Regions from separate parts of the Anas platyrhynchos genome. Here region 2 is linked to region 1. The links are chromatin contacts, called in public Hi-C maps. All regions are on one chromosome and are shown on one strand. Each heading gives the region's core, a stretch centred on a gene start, on an enhancer-like site or on the middle of the called end of the contact. The rest is flanking DNA. Distances are from core to core; before and after follow the strand shown. Region 1 overlaps LOC110354506 (a long non-coding RNA gene). Region 2 has its middle 19 kb from the start of PCSK2.

Region 1 (3,229 bases), core at 347-2,846:
ATTTCTGTGGTATACATTAAAAATAAAAAAAAAAGGAATTATGTGCATTTAACTCAAATGAATATTCTAACTGAAAAGGTCAGTGCTTACGAGTAAACAAATTAATGAATTAGTGCCATCTGTGGAATATGTTTGACCTTGCGATGTATGTGCCCACAGCGTGTTTTTCAGACAGACACTGAGGGCCACACGTCTTTAAGTGACTCTTGGAGGAGCCATGCGTGTGTCACCAACGAACCGTATCCATACATCATAGCTTGCTACTGTGTCACTCCTTATTAATTGCCTCCTTCATTTTCTCCTCTGCTCCCACTCAGCTCAATTAGTGGGCTACAAGTGAGCACTATTGAACAGTGAGCGAGGAGCCTCAAGTAAAGAAATGAAATTTGCCTTTAGGAAAAAAAAATAATAGAATGGGAAGAGGAGCAGAGCATCTAACAAGGTATGTGGATCAATAGGTCAGCTATTTCTCGAGCTGCAGTGGAACACTTGGGATGTTCAAATCTGCCCAAGCTGACAGATTTTGTCTTTGGATTCACGTCTGGAACAGCAAAGTGTGCCAAACAGCAAAGGACATCCATATACCTCTGTTAGTAAGCCGCTTGGACCTTTTTGGGGAGTCAGAAAAGACTGAGCTGCCAGAGAAGAAGCAAAGGAATTGTTTTTTTACCCTCAACTATTGCCACTGGTACCAAAATGGAAAAGAAAATGCGCTAGGAGCTCACTATATTTATTTCCCTTTAGAAAGGGTGAGGTAAAAAGCATGTCAGAGCACTGCGAGATATAAATACTTGTGAACAGGCTCGTTTCTTAGCGTACAATTTCTCTGGACTAACCAAACTGGGATCAAAACCGTATTTCAAATTTTCTAGCAGTAAAAGAGTTCCAGAAAGAAACAACAAGTTTATTCTCCCCCCCCTTTCCATTCTTTCCCCTCTTTTTGAGTCTCTTATTTTCATTAACAATATGAAAAAAGAGTGAAAGAAGGAAAAGCAAACAAGAAGGGAACAAAGCAAAAATTGCTATTCCTGCATTTGGGAACTAAACAGTGCTTTGTGGCTTTAAGCGAACAACAGAAATCTGAATTTTTGAAGTCCATTTTTTCCATTCGTTGGGGAATAAAAGTCAATTCCCTATCCAGTGAAAATGAATTTCCCGATCAGGTGTGATATTTCCCGATAGGTCAGGTGTGATATTTTGCAGTAAGGATTTCAATCAAACAGGAGGAAAGAGAAGCAGCTTCAATAAGAGTTACATCCTGATGGCTCCCCAAAGCTACTGGATCTCCCGGACAGAGCTGCTGACCACCAAAGCATCCCTGAGTGCTCTCACTGCTCGGCAGCTCTCAGCTCTCTGCAACCTTCCCATGTGCAGCCCAAACCAGGAAAATGAAACTGTACCTGAACTTCCTCAGCAAAATGAGCCCCCAACACAGGAATGACACTGTAAGACCAATACAGGATTTAACATAGTGGAAGTGTTTACTTTCTGCTCAGTATTCCCTTTTCAGAGAGGGGTGAAAACCGGCCAAGCACAGCACTGAGCCCAGCTCAACCAGCACGCTGTGCAAGCAGAACAAACCTGGCCTGTAGCAATGGTGCTGAGTTACAAGGGCAAGCAGGCCTTGACTCGTGCTTTCCAGCTCCGTTTTCTCCTGGGCACCATACTGCAGGCAGCAAAAGCACAACCAAAGTAAGACTGATATTGTACAAGCTCACTTTAGGATAGAATAAATCTTGTAGTTAAAATATAATGAGAACAAACTATATGACATCTTGTTACCTGTCGACCTTCTGTTATGTTGAAGCATCTTGTTAATTGAAACATCCCGTTATCTGTCAACCTTCAGGTATGCTGAAACTTGAGCTAACTCAAGCCAACTCGGCATTCCTGTGGCTTGGAGAACAACTGATTCAGCCAACTTGGTATTCTTTAGCAAAAGGTGAAAAATACATCATGAGGAAGACCTACAGTCTTCCTCCCAAAGACCACTGCCCATGTCCTGAAGACCCCTGCCACAATTCTTGGGAGGCTTTGCACAAGGACTGATAAGCCTAATTAGCATACGAAGCGCGAGTAGGTGGGTTTAGGTAATGAATATGTATAGGCATTAATTGAATATTCATCATTTCGCTGTATAAATATGAGGCAGTTTGTTACTTTGAGCATGCACGTTAGGTGGAAGGATCCCCCATGCATCCAGCACTGACAATAAAGGATACTTCGTCACTTAGAAATTTTGGCTTTGATCTTTGAATCAAGACCGCACCAGCCTCAAGCCTTGGGCCCAGCCATGGACTTGCAGCTGCTTGATGGCACTGCAAAGAACGCGGATTTTAAGAGAAGCACCGCTGTTCGTTGCTTGGTTAGCAGCACCATGAATGCTGTGGTGGTATCAATGGGAAACCAGAGCTTCAGGATCTGTTCAGAAAAGCATTAAGCTAAGTCTCGCTCATTATACAGAGGCTAACTGCACTCTTAGGGTTTTTAAAATGCTAGAGCTCCCTACAGCAGGCATTTTGAACTGCACAGTCAAATCAAGCTGTTATAAATGAAGTCTCAACTCAATCTGAATTTAGTAACATTTATACTTATAAAAGGTATAAAAGCTACAAAAGGTATAAAAGGCAAGTAAACAGCACTGGGTGTGCGGGGAGTCTACGCTCCACCAACACGCACACACAAACATCAAACATTCTAAACATACAGAACATTGCTTTAAATACTAAACCTGAGTATGCCTATACATACGTACAATCAGGAAAGGTAACAAACAATCCTTTAAGTTCCATGACTTAACAGTCTCCATTTTCCATTCCTTTTGAACAAAATGTCTCGCTTTAAGTTGTCAAGCAACTCGGTCTTCGGGCCTTATGTATCCCGTTCTTCCCGGATCGAAGAAAAGCACATCCATCTCCTTTTCAACACCAATAGGCCTGGGTCAAAAGGCACGTCCAGGTCAACAGGGGGCATAACAGCAAAAGCCTTCAATGACTGTGGCAGCAGAGGGGCCCATGGCATAGCAGTCGGATCAGTAGAGGAGCCCGCAGCTCCCTCACTGTCTGGCAAACCACACGTTTCTGACTGTGGTCCCACACAGCTCTTTAAGGCCTCAGAGACTGCTCGCCAGGTGCCGAGCAATCCCACTGCAACCTTGCCCTTTTTAGTTGCAGAGTCCCACACCTTGACCTCAGCTTGGTCCCATATTTCAGGCTCATAAACTGTCCGA
Region 2 (3,229 bases), core at 232-2,731, 90 kb after region 1:
ACCCTGAAAGTTAACAGAGGAAAATAACAACTACTGTCAGCAACAAGCACTGAGAAGAAAACAAGCAAGTATTTCAATAAAGCAATAGCTGGAACAGAAACTGCAGCCGTTGTCCCTCTACCAAAGGAGGATGGCCTGAAGAGCCCTGGCTGGGATGTTTAAGTGGACATGAAATTTTCCAGAGATAGGATATTTCATGTCCAAACATAGTTAGGACGTGAAATTTCCCTGAGAACCAACCTGTTCAGGCACTCAGCTTTAATGCTGCTCCCACTCGTTTGTGCCTGACATCCTTTCCTGTGGTGAGAGCACCCTCCAGCTGCCACCGCCACCACTCAGCATCACACACACAATGCACAGCCCTGAAAAATGTCCCTGCTCACACCTACCACCTTAGTGAAAAGGCCTCACAGACACTCAATGCCATTTGTGGTGAAAAAAAAAAAAACAATAAAAAAAAAAGGCAATTAAAAAAACACCACAGGACAGAAAAAAAAAATAGAATAACGAAAAGAACAACGCTGCCCTCTCCAGCTCACCAGTAACCCTCTTCAGCCATATCCTTTGCTGAAACCCCGATCTAAAGATTCCACCTAAACTACCATGAAATGGCCCTATTCTCCTGAGGAGACTTGGAGTGTTCCGGTTCGAAAAGTGAACTTAAATATACATCCCAGAACACAAGATCAAGCAACACAAACTAAGCTACAGAACTATCAAGCGGAGTACTAATAGGTAGAACAAATACTGAGAATCAAGATTTCCTCTCTCAAAAACATGAAAGAGTAGCAATAACAGGAAAGAAGTATCAAAGATGGTAAAGATCACATGACAATAGCAAACCTAAGAAAGAAAGAAATATAACAAGAAGAAAAAAAAATTTAAAAAAAAAAAGCCCCTTATTCAAGATGAAAATAAAAAAAAAATAAACAAACCACATGTGACATGCAACAATGCCCTCCTCGTAGCCTGTGCAATGAAGAACATAAGGAAAGCTTTGCTGAGAAGAGCTCACTGAACGACACAGAGCGAAACACTTGTCGAGAGCCGAGTACTGAAGCTCACCTAAAATGTACAATAAGAAGACTCCAACGGCCATGCAATGAAACATTCCTCAGGAGTCCCAGAGTAAAGCACCACAAAAGCTGCAGGATTCCTCCATGTTCACGCACTGAAGCACTCCTGAAGGGCTGTACTGTGAAGAAAACAAAAAACAGAGCATGAAGCACTCCTCAAGGGCGGCGTGGTGAAACAGTCCTCAAACGCTGCGCTTCACAGAAAACACAGACAGATGAACAATGAGGAACTTCTCAAGGGACACAAAGTGTAAAACAAATTAAAAACAAGATGATAAAGCACTCCTCTAAAGGAGAGAACTGAAAAACAAACAAACACACAAAAAAACCTGCAGTGAGAAGCACACCACAGGGGACAGAATGTGAGAACACCACATCTGCATGACGAAGCACTGCTCAGGAGAAGTAGAAGGGAAAAACAAACAAAAACCAAAACAACAACAACAAACTGCTTGATGAAACACTCCTCAGGGTTAGTGCAGAGAAGAAAAAAACAACACAGGTAGGATAAGGCCCTCCTCAGGGGCATTACAATGTAGAGAAACACCAAACACTGCACAAATAAGCAATCCCAAGGCTCCACAAGGTCAAAAAAAAAAGACAGAAAGCTGCACGATGAAGAACTCCTCATGGAACATGTGTTGCACAAAACACAAGAAGCTGCATGATGAAGCAGTCATCATGGGTAGCACTATGAAGAAAAAAAACAAAGGACGGACAATGAAGCATACCTCAGAGGCTGCTCAGTGAAGAAAACAGCAAAAGCTGCACAATGAAGCTTTACTATGGAGCCACACCATGAACAAAACATAAAAGATAATGTGAAGAAGAAACTCCTCTTGGACTGCAGTGCAGAAAACACCTACAGGTGGAAGAAGCAGCCACCCTCTGGGGTCGTGAAGTGAAGAAAACTCCAAAATCTTCATGCAAAAGCACTCCTCAGGGCCACAAGATGAAGAAAAAATACATGTAAAAAGCTCCATGAAGAATTACTCCTCAGGTGCCACAGTGAAGAAAACACCAAAAGCTGGACGATGAAGCACTCCTCAGGGGAAACATGGAGTGGAGAAACCTGCACGATGATGCACTCCTTTGCAGTTGCACACTGAAGAAAACACCGAACACTGTACAATGAAGCACTCATCAGGGCCACAAGGTGAAGAAAACATGAAAAGCTGGATGATGAAGCTCTCCTCAGGGGAGTCGTGGTGTGGAGAACCCCAAAACCTGGACAATGCAGACACCCTCATGAGACACAGTGAAGAGAACCCCCAAACCTGCATACTGAAGCAATCCTCAGGGCCTGGAACGAGAAAAGAAACACCAAACGTTAGAAGATGAAGCACTTCTTAGGGGCAACAAGGTGAAAACAATACCAATAGTTGTACAATGAAGCTCTCCTCAGGAAAACATGGTGAGGAGAACCCCAAAGGTTGCATAATGCAGTATTCCTTGAAGCCGCAATGAAGAAAACACCAAAAGCTGCATGAGGATTCAATCCTTCCTGGTTGCACACTGAAGAAAAAAAAAACTAATGCAGCACACAGAAGCATTCCTCAGAGGACACAAGGTGAAGAAAATATGATAAGCTCTGAAAAGAATTACTCCTCAAATGCCACGCTGAAGAAAAAAACAAAAGCTGGATGATGATGCTCTCCTCAGGGGAAGCGTGGTGTGCAGAACCTCCACAGGTGGACGCAGAAGCGCTCCTCAAGTCGCAGGGAAGAAAATAACCAAAGCTGCTCAAGAAATAACTCCTCCGAGGCTGCAGTGAAGAAACCCCAAAAGCTGCGCTGTGAAGAACTCCTTGGGGGCCACAAGGTGAAGAAAACGTGAAAAGCTAGATGATATTGCTCTCCTCAGGGAGTCGTGGTGAAGAGAACCCCAAAAGCTGGATGATGAAGAACTCCTCAGGGCCGTAGAGAAGAAAACACCAAAGATTGCAAGATGAAGAACTCCTCAGAGGAATTTTTGAATGGGAAATACCAAAAGCTGGAAGATGCAAATCTCCTCAAGTATCGCAACGTGAAGATGACACTAAAAGCTGTAGGGAGCTCAACTTCAAAATCTTTTCTTTCCCAGGACTGAGTATGATCTGACCTTGTTAGTAATCTTGAGAATCCAAACACCACTTATGCTAGAATAGCCAGCAG

What was found. Hi-C and Micro-C count contacts between places; a contact is called where the count stands out from the background.
Region 2: a contact with region 1 is called in a Hi-C map of F1 follicle, with 2.8 times the contacts expected there. The contact joins two enhancer-like sites. A contact is called at or near these places in 4 of 8 Hi-C or Micro-C datasets (F1 follicle, F5 follicle, liver and 1 more).

Annotation. Positions count from the first base shown.
Region 1 is chr3:8,478,840-8,482,068 of IASCAAS_PekinDuck_T2T, forward strand. All of the region lies in intron 2 of LOC110354506 (a long non-coding RNA gene), which reads right to left. Among named protein-coding and RNA genes, the nearest start is that of PAK5, 24 kb to the left of the region's middle. Within about 2 kb of position 1,597, at least 1 of the 8 cell types and tissues checked has an H3K27ac peak or open chromatin away from gene starts, as enhancers often do. A contact at or near this core is called in F1 follicle, where this site is marked.
Region 2 is chr3:8,568,975-8,572,203 of IASCAAS_PekinDuck_T2T, forward strand. No RefSeq gene overlaps it. Among named protein-coding and RNA genes, the nearest start is that of PCSK2, 19 kb to the right of the region's middle. Within about 2 kb of position 1,482, at least 1 of the 8 cell types and tissues checked has an H3K27ac peak or open chromatin away from gene starts, as enhancers often do. A contact at or near this core is called in F1 follicle, where this site is marked.